3 separate regions of the Sus scrofa genome follow, and all the other regions are linked to region 2. The links are chromatin contacts, called in public Hi-C maps. All regions are on one chromosome and are shown on one strand. The core of a region is the stretch at or near the end of the contact, and the rest is flanking DNA. Distances in the headings are between cores, read along the strand shown.

Evidence for each region. A called contact is a pair of places that touch in the nucleus more often than the background predicts.
Region 1: a Hi-C map of fetal skeletal muscle shows a contact between it and region 2, with 4 times the contacts expected there. The contact joins the enhancer-like site here to the promoter of HESX1 in region 2. A contact is called at or near these places in 3 of 5 promoter capture datasets (fetal liver, fetal skeletal muscle and liver), 15 of 47 Hi-C or Micro-C datasets (alveolar macrophages, brain, embryonic fibroblasts and 10 more) and 1 of 2 datasets of contacts at active chromatin or transcription factors (skeletal muscle).
Region 3: a contact with region 2 is called in a Hi-C map of omental adipose tissue, with 2.7 times the contacts expected there. The contact joins the enhancer-like site here to the promoter of HESX1 in region 2. A contact is called at or near these places in 1 of 5 promoter capture datasets (fetal skeletal muscle), 8 of 47 Hi-C or Micro-C datasets (embryonic fibroblasts, epiblast stem cells, fetal skeletal muscle and 4 more) and 1 of 2 datasets of contacts at active chromatin or transcription factors (skeletal muscle).

Annotation. Positions count from the first base shown.
Region 1 is chr13:38,844,217-38,848,158 of Sscrofa11.1, forward strand. The region is part of intron 2 of ARHGEF3 (rho guanine nucleotide exchange factor 3); the gene reads right to left. Among named protein-coding and RNA genes, the nearest start is that of ARHGEF3, 79 kb to the right of the region's middle. Within about 2 kb of position 1,500, at least 16 of the 83 cell types and tissues checked have an H3K27ac peak or open chromatin away from gene starts, as enhancers often do. A contact at or near this core is called in fetal skeletal muscle, mesenteric adipose tissue, retroperitoneal adipose tissue and 1 more, where this site is marked.
Region 2 is chr13:39,087,161-39,091,519 of Sscrofa11.1, forward strand. HESX1 (homeobox expressed in ES cells 1) reads right to left here and starts at 1,766. Exons shown (of 6, transcript XM_021069007.1): 1 at 1,685-1,766; 2 at 382-494. APPL1 (adaptor protein, phosphotyrosine interaction, PH domain and leucine zipper containing 1) reads left to right here and starts at 1,997. Exons shown (of 22, transcript NM_001134966.1): 1 at 1,997-2,050. The coding sequence starts at 1,997.
Region 3 is chr13:38,952,333-38,956,699 of Sscrofa11.1, forward strand. It overlaps IL17RD (interleukin-17 receptor D), which reads right to left. Exons shown (of 13, transcript XM_021068996.1): 4 at 2,489-2,607; 5 at 1,858-1,978. Among named protein-coding and RNA genes, the nearest start is that of ARHGEF3, 29 kb to the left of the region's middle. Within about 2 kb of position 2,034, at least 9 of the 83 cell types and tissues checked have an H3K27ac peak or open chromatin away from gene starts, as enhancers often do. A contact at or near this core is called in omental adipose tissue, where this site is marked.

The DNA.
Region 1 (3,942 bases), core at 250-2,749, 240 kb before region 2:
AAATCAACTACAGTTTAATTAAAAAATAAAAGAAAAAAAGTACAACTAAGTAGACCCTCTAACCAGTACACCCATCCCCACCCCACTTACCCCAGACCTCTTTCCCGGGTGCCCGACCCAAGCAACCCTACACCAGGCCTCCAGGACCACCACCCGTCCCCACAACACCGTCCAGACCTATGATGCTTGGTTCTCTCTGAGCAGCTGAGTCAGTCCCAGTGTCACCCTTTCTAAGCAGCCTCCCTGACCCCCACAACCTCCACCAGGGTATCCACTACTCTATTGATTCCCCAACTCTCAGCTCAGACTTCTGACCTATTCACCCATGTACCCTATGCAGATTTCCTTCAGGGCAGGGTCCGCATTTGGTCATTTCTGCTCAGTCCACGGCCTGAGAGCACTGGCTTCTTGAAAGGGGGTACTATCAAAAGTAAAAGCAACTCATGGTGAGTGGGAAGAAATGCTAAAAACAAACACTGCCCTCCGACAGTGGCAGCTTAGTGGCAGGCTTGTCTGAGCAAGAAGGACCAGGGGAGAGTGAGGTCTGGCAGCCTCTCCATAAACAGGGCTGACTCCACACAGGGCCTCCCCTGGGCAGGTTATCACAGGAACTCAGAGGAGCTGTTTGTGGGGGCTTTTTCCACATTGTCATGTGCCCTGCTCCACAGAGAGGGACAGCTTGAGAGTAAAATGAGAGGCTCCAGCAGGAAATGGGGGTCCGGTGGGGTGAGTGATCCCAGCAGCCCCCGGCACCCCCACCCCACTGCCATGTCTTTGTAATTATCAGAAAACCTGGAGGGTTTTACATTTTCACTCCTCCAGAGGCCCCATGTTCCAATTTAAAATTCCTGGAGATGCTTCAGCAGGAACTTGTAAAGCCTTCATGTTGCAAAAAGGCAGGCTCCTTACAAACATTTATACATGTGTAAGCAGCCTTACATGCAGGCTCTTCTGGCCTGTTTCCTCATTTCAAAAACGAGGTAGACAAGACTTAACTACCTCTGATGTCCTGAGTCTACAGTATATGATGTACAGTTTTGTGTTTAAGGTTCTCAAGTTATTTACACAAATGCCAAATTGATCACATCACAAACTGCTGCTCACTTTGCAGTGCCAAATTTTTACAGTCAGCCTGCACTCAGACAATTGAGAAACAACCATCCTTCTATTCAACCCATAGAACTACACAAAAGAAGGCAAATACTCTCTGCGCGCGCACGCACACACACACACACACACACACACACACACACACACAGCTAGCGAAATCAAAGAGGAGGCCCTCCACTCAATCATTTGGCAAGGCTGTTACTTGGTAACAGATACTGTCCAATATTTACAAATATTCATGTGACTGAGAAGGTGGCTTGGCTTCTTCTCCTTCCGGTCACCCTGCCTTTTTTCCTTTCTCTCTCCAAAGCCAAGAGCAACACTGGCTTGACCCGGTTCACTTCCCTGCTTTCGTTGCTGCAGGTTCCCCAGAGCAAAGACCGTGTCCAGAGCTCTGAGGATGCTGTGAGCTCCTCCCTGGCCTCAGCCACAGGGGCTCCCTCCATTGAGGCCTCCACAGCCAAGCCCCCAGGCTGAACCCTGCAACCCAAGGACCTCACAGACCACTCCTAAGCCATCTTCACCACACTCCAGAAGAAAGCCGGCAGCCAGCCCTTTGAGTTTGCATGATTTGGCTTTTAACTCAAGCTGTTTCAAGGAATGGCCAATTCAAACCTGGCCTGCCTTTACCCTCTCTTCCAACTGAGAAATTAGGCATTTCGGTATCCACAGGAAGTCATGTTCACGTATATATACCCATGGGCATGCAAAGAGTCCTATCCTTTGCAGATACCACGAAACAGACCCACGTATCCACTAAAACGTGTTGTTCTGGGGGCTCAAGAAGTTTAATGTACATCCATGGGGGAGAACCTCACTGAGTTCTACTACTATGAAATCATCAGGACTGACTTCTTGATTATCTAAGACTGAAGTTTTGTATTAGCTCAGACAACAGATTAAATACAACAAGGATTTTGAAAGGGTTTTTTTAATTATTATTATTTTGCTTTTTAGGGCTGCACCCTCGGCATATGGAGGTTTCCCATGCTAGGAGTTGAATCAGAGCTATAGCTGCCAGCCTACACCACAGCCACAGCAACGCAGGATCCAAGCCACATCTGCCACCTACACCACAGCTCACGGCAACGCCGGATCCTTAACCCACTGAGCGAGGCCAGGGATCGAACCAGCAACCTCATGGTTCCTAGTCGGATTTGTTGCCCACTGAACCATGACGGGAACTCCTGAAAGGTTTTTTTTTAAATTAAGTTTTAGTCAAAGACATTTAATGTATCACAAACCATTCTTACCTATGCAACAAATAAGTTACTTTGAGAAATACTGCCAAAGAACATACTAATTCCAAAAAGAATCTCCATGTGATGGGAAGATATGTTCAGGTTGTGTCACACTTCCTCCAGTTAGTAAAAAATAATGAGTCTTTATTGAGGTGCACATAACATTCACATAAGCAATAACAGAAATCACTATGTGTGGCAATCTTAATCCATAGTAGACAAATCCTGTTCTGTCCATGAGTCTGAACCCCGAGACTGCCATACACTCTTTGAGTGGCCTTGGGCAAATGACTTAACCGCTCTGAGCCTCTGCTTTGGCCATAAACGGAGACTAATAAGCAGAACATAAGTTGCACATAATCATAAGTTGGTTGTAACAAGTCAGTGAAAAAAATCCCACCAAATCCTTAGCCTAGCACATGGCCTATGGAAAGTGTTCCAAAATCATTAGCTATTGTGTAGATGAATCTTATCATTACTTACAAAGAGCTCCCCACATAACTTTAGAAATGATTTCTCAGTATATCACATACACACTTGCAATGGCCAGTTAGAGGCAGACACACAGTAAAACCAGGGCAGGACCCTCTTTTTTCTTAAAAAGAGCCTCCCAAATTATACATGTGGCAGACCCCACAAAACCGGGATCCTCCCCCGATAACAAGAAACAACAGATGTTCACGGTACATCCCTCCCCATTTCCTCCCTTCCTCACTTCTATATGACATTGATCACTTCCTATCTGTATTTTCATCTTGCGATGCAACTACAAACAACAGTGTTTCTTCATGTAAGCTTTTTGTAAACGGAATCAAGGCATGTTATTCTTAAACTTCTATACTTTTCTATTTGATACTTCCTGTCTTTGAGATTTATTCATGTTGATATGTGCAGGTGATAATTATTCTACAGTACTTGACTGTATGGACAAAATATCCATTTCTTCCTGCTTGTCCTGCTGATGAATATTTGGGGTGTTTACGTTTTTTTCTGTTACAAACAATATGGTAATAAACATGCAACCATTCTTATCCAGATCTCCTTGGGGATCAGCATCAGCCAAAGTTTCTCTAGGGAATCACAAGGGACAGTGACGCATCTTTCAGCCTCACTAGCAGCACCCAGTGTGTTCTAGGTTGCAATTAAACACTCACCCTCCCAGGCCTCCCTGCAGATAAAGGAGGATACACACCTCAGTTCTGGCCAAAGATGTAGACAAAAATCTGCTGAGGATTCCCCAAAGCCTTTGCTTCCCTGTATAGTGTTGGCCCTCCCTCTTTCTTCCTCCCCTGCTGGAACAGACCTGAGGGCAGGAGATGAGCAGCCACGGTGTGAATATCAGGACAAAGCTTCACCAAGTACATGGAAAAGTGAAAAAAGACTTGACTTGTAGCCAAATGGATTACTCAGGTGCTAAATTAATCTCTTTCCACCCTTTAGCACTGTTTATGTATCATTCTACAAAGGAAAAGAATATATTTTTCCTGCAAAAGATGATTTAGTCTTGTAGTCTTGCCTTATATCCTAAAACCCAAAGTGAGATTCTTAAATTAAAAATATATAGGAATTCCCACTGTGGCTCAGCAGTAAT
Region 2 (4,359 bases), core at 516-3,015:
TGTCAATTTGTTTTTGTTTGTTGTGTTTTTTAACCAGCTGAGCCTGGCAAGAATTCCTTGCCACCAGATAATTTAAGGGCCTCCTGAGAAGCCTTTACAAAGATACAGCTTAGATGCATGGAACATACAAAGCAAGAAACCATTTAACTTTGTGATAATACCCCACCCAGATAATTCAGATACCTAAGAGAATTTTTTCATTGGAATTATTTGGTTTGGCCAAGCTAACTGGCCAAACCCCTTCAGTTATACCATATAACTACTCTTCTTTCTTACACTTTGTTTTCACTTGTCACTTATTCCTGATTCTTATCAACGGCAACTAGCTTTCTTCTCCTTCTTTTATAATCTAATCACAGTTCACCCAAGAATGTTTCTTACCTTCAAAGTCTTCCTTCTTTACAGTCAGGATGCATGCCACTGTGCTGAGGAGAAATGTCAAAGGGCAGAGTTGTGTTGCTGAGATCGGTACGATGCTGGGTATATCCAAGCAGCTGGGAACCAATAACACCGTGTAAGAACTGACAGCAAACCACTTTTCAGAAACTAATCATCTATTCTAGAGGGTGACTAGTGGATAAAAAAATGTAAAAGGAGAGTCCTTATTGAAAGCTTGTAACACTAAGGATAACTCTGTGAAACCATACTGCAAGACTTCCTGGTAAATATTTAAAACCCGATTTTATTTTTCTATCATGAGATTGTGGGACATTTTAGTTTAAAACTGCTTAACTTCCAATCTGGTTACTGTGTTTGGATTTGTTCGTTTATCTGGATTTGTTCTAATTTATTTGTGGAACCAGGTAACTAATCTTTATTCAATAGTTTTTATATTTCTTGAATGAAAATGGAATGGATTGGTGGGATGAATGGCTAGATATTTACAAGACACTAATGATTTTGCCATTCTCTCTGTATAATGATTTTTCTAAAAGAATCTGTATGGCTTCTTATAACCCTACAGAAGAACAAACAAGGCAGTGTGAGGTTGGGAAAAATGATAAAGAGGCAGATCTAATACAGATCAAGTTCTAGAGTGGAGCTTCACTTTTCTCTCCTTTAAAAAAATTAGAGGCTGAAGAAGCGATCTAAAGATTCTTCCAAAACTTTAACAGAAATGCGAATCAGTTATTAACATAATAAACCAGTGTACCTTGATTTTCAAGAGATGCCTTCATTTGTGATTAAAAAAGTAAATAAATAAAGTCTGAATTGCGGCGTGTCAGCCTCTCAAGGCCAGGTAAGAACCGATGAACTAGCAACAAAGGCGTGCTCTTAACTGAAAATACTGATACCCAAGTGCCCAGAAAAAAAATCTTTTCTACTGTCCAAGAATTACCGGGAAGTCAGGTTGACACAACTTCAGATCTCCCAGACATCTGAGTTAGCCAGCACCATTTTGTTGGAGAAGGGAGACTGGAAGCTTGGGGCAGGGTTTGTAAAATTATAATTTAAGGAAACTAAAGAAGGCGCCGGCAGTGAGGCCTCCTTCATGGTCTCTGATGAAAAATGGTGGGGGATACGTAAAACTGCCCTAGGTTCCCGACTGTGGTCCTCACTCTAGGTTCCTAGGGACGCACGGGGAAGACTGTCTACTACACTTCACACCCCTACGCGAGCAGCCAGGGTAGGTGCTCGAGGTGTGCAAGCTGCTCCGCTTTCGACCCCTCAGCGCCGCCTTTACCGCCTCCACCGACTCCACTGTCTCCTAGGCCCGTGATCTGCGCAGAGCTCAACGCGGGGGAGCCTCCCTCCAACCCCCCACGCTGACCGACATCGCCGCGAACCAATAAGCGAGTGGGGAGGTGGGGCAGGCAGTCCAAGGGGGCGGGATTTCCCTCACCGCCGCGAGGCCTCTGGGCGCCAGGCGAGGGCGGCAGAGCCAGCTAGAGAGGGCGGGTCGGGGTCAGCTGCTGAAGGCAGGCGGGCGTAGGGAGCTGTGGGCGGTCGCCGCGTCTCCTGCCGCCGCCCTCCCTCCCTCCCTCCCTCCGCCACGATGCCGGGGATCGACAAGCTGCCCATCGAAGAGACGCTGGAGGACAGCCCGCAGGTAAGGCGCGGGCAGCGGCGGGCGGCGAGGGAAGGAGCGGGGCCGGCCGACCCCAGGCCTGGCGTCTACGCGGCCGCAGGTGCCCGCCCTGGTCCAGGTGGGCGCCGTCCCCCAGTGTTCCCGCTGGTCGCGGGCCGCGCCCGGAGCCGCCGAGCCAGAGCCGTCCTCCCGAGGCCCGTCTCGGCCTGCGCCCCTAAGCCGAGAGCCGCGCGCGGGGTCTGGGACGTCCGCGGGCAGCGACTGAGCCGCCGTCGCCTTGGCTCGTGGGCCCGGCGGTCACGTACGCCCTCGGGGCTCCCTTGTATTTGACAGAAGGTGCTTTTTTGTCGCCGTCTTGTGAGGTGATAAATCTCAATACTGGTATTTTCCCCCGAAAACCTCCTCGGAGAAAATGCAGAAAAGACCCTGTAGACTTCATGGTTTCTGACCAAGCTAGGGGAGGAAATGGATAGTTTTTCTTGGGGAGATGCTGAAAGACTCTTGATTTGCCGGTGTGGAGAGGGCAAAGCCGGTCACGGGTCCCAGAGCCTCCCGTGGCCGTGTCTTGGCGGTGAGTGTAGCCGCTGTCACTCGGGCTGTGCACGCCGAGTGATGGACGGCGCCTTTGAGGCTCCACCACTGCTGCGCCCTCGTTGCAGACTTGGCCCTAATCAACTCATCAAAATAAAAGCCCTGTGTTTTGTGCTTTGGGGATGATGCTAGTGCGGTTGCTGTAGTTTAAAATAATCTAGGAAAACATAACCATTACTTAATGTTTTCGGTACTGAAGAATGAAATCAGCTATAGTAAAAACATGTTATGTTGGTGGGGCCTGTAACTTGCATTGAGAAACTTATCGCTAGGCCTGTCTCTTACACAGTAGGGGTTTAAGATGATGTTGCTGTTTGGCTACCACTTAGAATGAAGAAAATTTTCTGAAATGTTGTTCCCTTAGAACTGCAGTTGCACATATTTCTCGAGTCTTTGACAGTTTAATAGGACTCGAAAAGAAGGGGAGGAAGGGACTAGATCCCCCTTTTCCTGTATGATACGTCTGCCATGGATATTGTGCTAGTTTTGATTGCCAAGTTGAAGTTGGGTTCTGATTGTGGAATTGATTTGTTTTTTTCACAGCGAAAGTTATCTTCACAGACCAGTTGACTGCTGGTAATGTACTCTTATCCGCCTATGTTGACAGAGAGAAACCCACTTCTTGACTTCCAGAATAGATGGTTCAAATGCTTCATGATTTCTGTAGTATAAAGTTATAAGCTACATTTGTTTCAAATGTTTAGCAGAAATTTTATGGGATGTATTGGTCAGGTGCACTTTGTCATTTTATTTTATAAGACTCAACAGGTTGCCTTGCCTTTTTTCTCTTACCTGGCCTGGTTTTTATAGCTCATAAAGACTACAGACTACTCAGAATGGGTTGCACAGTGCCCTAGCCATGACTTAGGAGGGTGTAATCTCTTGACTCATCTAATTTCTTGAACTCTTCACACAATTAGTTTACAATTTGAGCATTAAGTGTTTTCCTTCTTTTATAAGCATGTGCCATATTGGTATTAGTTTTATGGTAATTTTTAATGAGATAGCCACATTGGTATTCTTTTAATTTTAGGAATAATAAATTTGAACTTAATATTTATTTGGGAAATTAATTGGGACGGCTGTGGTTTAGAAAGGGAAGCAATTCTTGGGGCAAAATAGAACACCCTGGATTCAGGATATAAGGGTTTTAGTCTTTACTGCCACTTAATACCTTCTGTTTTAGAGCAAGTCACTTAACTTCTCTGAACCGCAGCTGTTATATAGATAGTAAGTATTTTAATCCCTGTACCTGATTATAAAAATAATAGTTGTTTACTTCAGAAAAATTGGAAGGTACAGAGAAGTTACCTGTCATGTACCCAGCAGCAAACTGTTAACAGTTTGCTTTCTTTTTTCTAGTTTTTTTCTGTTACACATTTTAATGTGATTGAAATTATATTATGCATAACAATTTTTATTTGGCTTAACATTGTAGCTTAAGTGTCTTCATACATTATTACAAACTGAATAAAAATTTTAAAAGTTGCATGTTTCCTTGACTATTTTCAGTCAGTTGTCCTATTGTTGGTCTTAGAGAGTTTTCCTCAAGTTTTGCTTTTATATATAGGGCTGAGATTAAAACTTCTGGACATAAGGTTTTATTCTCATCTGAACTATTTATTTAGGACAGAGTCCAAGAAGTTGCGTAATAACTAATAACGAAGAGTAGGAAAACTTTTTAAAGCTTCTGATTAGATTATCTGATCCTAATCAAAAGTGGTCTGTGAGTTGCTATG
Region 3 (4,367 bases), core at 784-3,283, 130 kb before region 2:
GCCGCACGGGGGCTCTGCTTTAGCTACAGACAGTAATAATGCCAGCCCCTGCTCCATTCCAGAATGTCTGGCACAACAGAACTTCAGAGTGATCCTGGTAACTTGTCTTGAGGTTATTTTAACCATCACTAGCACTCTTAAAATCCTTTTGCTGGAGTCTAAAAATGACATCTTGGCATCTACTAAGTAGTAGCACCAAGTGCTGAAAATCAGGCAGCAAAGTCAGTAGCTTCGAAACAGGATTTAAATGTGATATAAATACAGTAAAGGGGCAACTAACAGCTAGTCTTACATGTCATGTTGTTAACCCAGGGAGAACCCTCTGGAAAAGGTCCTTACCATACCAAGAAAATCAAAGGCAGCATCAAGGTCACAGTGCACTGAAATGGTGATAAATGCTTCTTCTGCCCCTGCCTCATGCCCAGATAGACACTGATTCTGATCAGGAAAATTAATCTTTTTTTTTTTTTTTCTTTTTTTCTGTTTTGGCCACCCTGAGCCATAGGGAGTTCCTGGGCCAGGGATCAGAGCCAAGCCACAGTTGCAACACTGGATCCTTTAACCTACTGTGCCTGGCCAGGGTTCGAACTTGCATGCAGGTGCTGCAGAGATGCCGCCAATTCCATTGCCCCACAATGGGAACTCCAGGAAAATTAATCTTAAAGCTAGTTTTGATGTAGGCAAGCTTTCCATAAACACATTCTTTGAATCTTTCAATTCTCTATCTCGTTGTGATGTGTAAAGCATCAGGAGATGCTATTAAGTGCACATGGTCTTTGCCCCATGGGCACCAAATTTGAAAGCAGCAATTCAGGGGACGAAAGACACACCACACTGTGTGCAGAACAGATGGAAAAGAAAAGAGCCACACAGAGAAAGGCACCCAGCAAGTTTGTTTGAGAGTGGAGTGTGGACTCTATAGTCAGGCTCTTCTGGGTTCAAATCCCAGCTTCCTGCAGCCCTTTAACCTCTCTGTGTGTGACTCCACATCTGGTAAGTGGGGATAGTTAAGATGAAATTTTTTGTAGGGTTGTTATGGAGGTAAGCTGCGTGAATGTTTGGAAAATATTTAGAACAGAGCCTAGCACATAGATGGTAAATGAGTAAATAAACTTCCTAGAACGAAGTAACCTCAGGGATACTGCTTCATTTTCCTAATCAAATCCTAAAAAAGACAGCGGCCACCCTCCTGATGACAGGTACACAATGGAATCATTTCATGCTCTACCCTTCACTTCAAAACCAACTTAAACTTTTTACTCCTGTTTTTTTAATCAAATGATTTTTAATACATGGCTGTCTTACAGTACCTTCAAAAAAAAAAAAAATCAACCATCATGTCTACTCCATTTTTATTTACTTTTTTTTTTTTTTTTTTTTTTTTTGGTCTTATTGCCTTTTTCCGGGGCTGCTCCCACAGCATATGGAGGTTCCCAGGCTAGGGGTCTAATCGGAGCTGTAGCTGACGGCCTATGCCAGAGCCACAGCAATGCCAGATCCGAGCCGCGTCTTTGACCTATACCACAGCTCACGGCAAGGCCGGATCCTTAACCCACTGAGCAAGGCCAGGGATGGAACCCACAACCTCATGGTTCCCAGTCAGATTCGTTAACCACTGAGCCATGATGGGAACTCCATCATGTCTACTCTAGAACAAGCCAGAAATGGGTGACTCTGTTTAGATGAATGCTACATGGGCCAAACTTTAATTCTAAAATTTGCTATTCTGGATGCTTTTCTCTTTACCTTGCTAGTTTCACACTAGTATTTCATGAACTCTTGAACATATCTCTGTCAAAAAGTCATTAAAAGCAAGAGAAATATCTCCCCATGGGAAACAGCCAAGACCATACTCACTGCGGGTTCTAAAGAAGAAAGGGTGATAATTGCTTTCGTTTTTAATGGAAGGAAAAGGGACAATCTTGACAAAGTAATCTGTTTCAAATTTCATATTCAGGAAAGGCTGAGATTCCATTCCCTAAAAGGGAACAAAAACACATGTGACATCACGGAGAAATCACCCAGCCCTCCACCTACACACGAAAGCTCCGGTCTTCCCCGGGGGGGGGCACCCAGACACAACACAGTTCCAGAGCTGGGGGATGTATCCCCTCGGTGAAGGAAGGGAGATCTCTTTTCTGGGTCAAGTTTGGGTTTGGACCCTCAACTGAAAAGGAAGGTGGGCAATTCTGTTCTTTGGCAATGAAGCCGGGGCTGAAAGTTGGTGGGGAGGAGCCCATATCCACACCCGGGGGCACAAAAGCCACCTTCCAGGAGGGCTGCTCCAGCGTGTAACCTGAGAGGCATGTCTGTTTACCACTGAGAGGTGCTGGAGGGTTTCTGGGAACAGGGAGCAGGCTTGCCCACCTTGGCAGGGGGGTGGACCCCACAGCCCCTCCTCCTCCAGTTTCATGGGCTTTCAATAGACCATTCAGCCCCCAGAACAATGGGGTGTCTTCAGGAGCACATTCCCCCGTGTGTGACTTACAGCTCTTTTGAAGCTACTGTTGAGCTGCTTCGGGTCCTTCAGAATCAGTTGTTGGCACTGTCTTCCTTCTGACTTCAGCTCCTCCAGTATTACCCGAAATCCTTTTAGGAATTCGATGCCTAAGCAGAGCAGAATGCTTTTATTAAAAGTGAACCTAATTACTTAGAATGCACTTTCCTTCCTTCAAGATTACTGTCCTCTCCACCTACACAACAGAGTTAAAGGAATTCTTACTCCAGCCAGAATATCTGAGTTTACAGAAAGGAATAACGCATACCCTGCATTCCTCTGTAAAAGGCCAGGTGATTTTCTCTGTCCCACCATTACTATTTCATTAACCTCTAATCCAGCCAGCCATTTCACAAACGCCCCTTGCCTCTATGACATTAGGGTTCAGATATTTAGACTCAAGTCACAGTCGATCATAAAAGTCTGCAGTGGAATATATAAATTCTAGGTCATTAAACAACGTGTATTCAGCTAACAATCATTCCCCGTGCTGTCTAGGGGTTCCCCCCAAACCATGTTTCTACTCCACATTTCAGTCCTATATTTGCTGGCATGTTTCGTAGAAAATTCCCAACTAAATATATGTCTGCACCCAAGGGGCTCCTAGACTTGAGATTCAATAGTTCAGGAGAATGCCTATGGGATTTACAAAGCGGTTCTGGCTCTAATCACGCCTGAAAGGCAGACACCCAAGAGCTGCCCAGTGTGTGCTCGTCATACGGTCTCAGAGGCCCCAAGACGCCCACAGCGCCGCTGAAAGGCACTGGCCCTGCCTCCCACCACCTGAGCTTCCCCTGCTGCACGTCCAGCTATATGCTTTCAAAAGGATTAAGTGCTGCTGGCCACGAGAGCCAGGCCTGGGGCTTCGTATCCCATGGAGACTAAAGTGGTCCAACTGCAGCTGGAGCTCCCTGAAGCCGGCCTCAATTGGCGAGATATCGATTTCGCATTCTTTCGGAATACTAGACAAGGAGACGTTTTCAACCCTTCCCCTCCCAGGGTGAGAGTAATTACACAGGATGCAATTAACCAGGTGGGAAAATTATCAATGGCAAAGGCCAGGGAAATCTTTTTCTCTCCGGAATAGGGTCTCCAATCCTTGTAATTATTTGATGAAGAGCACATATGTTATGGTGGGAAGGGCAAAAGAGCTACAATTAGAGCTTCGTGATTTAGAGGGTCAGAGGACAAGAGTATGCAAGGACTGACCCTGCCATGTTGCATTTCAAGTACAAAACTCCCTTGCAAGGGTGCGCGCTGGCTGACCCACAGCCCGAGATTTGGATGTGCTGACAAGATCCAAGGTTTCTGACCAGCAACTATGTAGTAAGTCTCACAGGAACTTGTCTTCTGAGATCCCCCCAACCTCCTAAAAAGATTTTTAAACAGATCCTCATTATATTTATACTATAATTTAATTCATGCGATGTCCCCAGAACTGTTTAACAAAAGTCAGGTGATTAATACGATTATAAAACTCCACATCTCACAATTACATAAAAATTCATCAGCTGGGGTGGAAGTGAGTGATCCTAGTTTTTATCTTGAAAAGAGACCTGCTTGGAAAGCCACTCTACAAAGCCTGGCAGCATAAGGAGTGGCAGTAAATGTAAATCTTCTATCTTAGTAACACCTTTACTACAATATCATTAACATCTTGTAGTTATATAATGTTTAGCAATTTTACAGGGCAGTTTCTCATTAAGGAACTTATTCACTCCTCATTATTGAACTCATTAAATTCTCCCAACCACCATAAGAGGAAGGTATTATTTTTTCCGTTTTATAGATGAGGAAACCAAGGTGTATACATGCGTAATGACTTGCCCAGGGTCACACAGGGATTAAATGACAGAGCTGGGATTCAAAC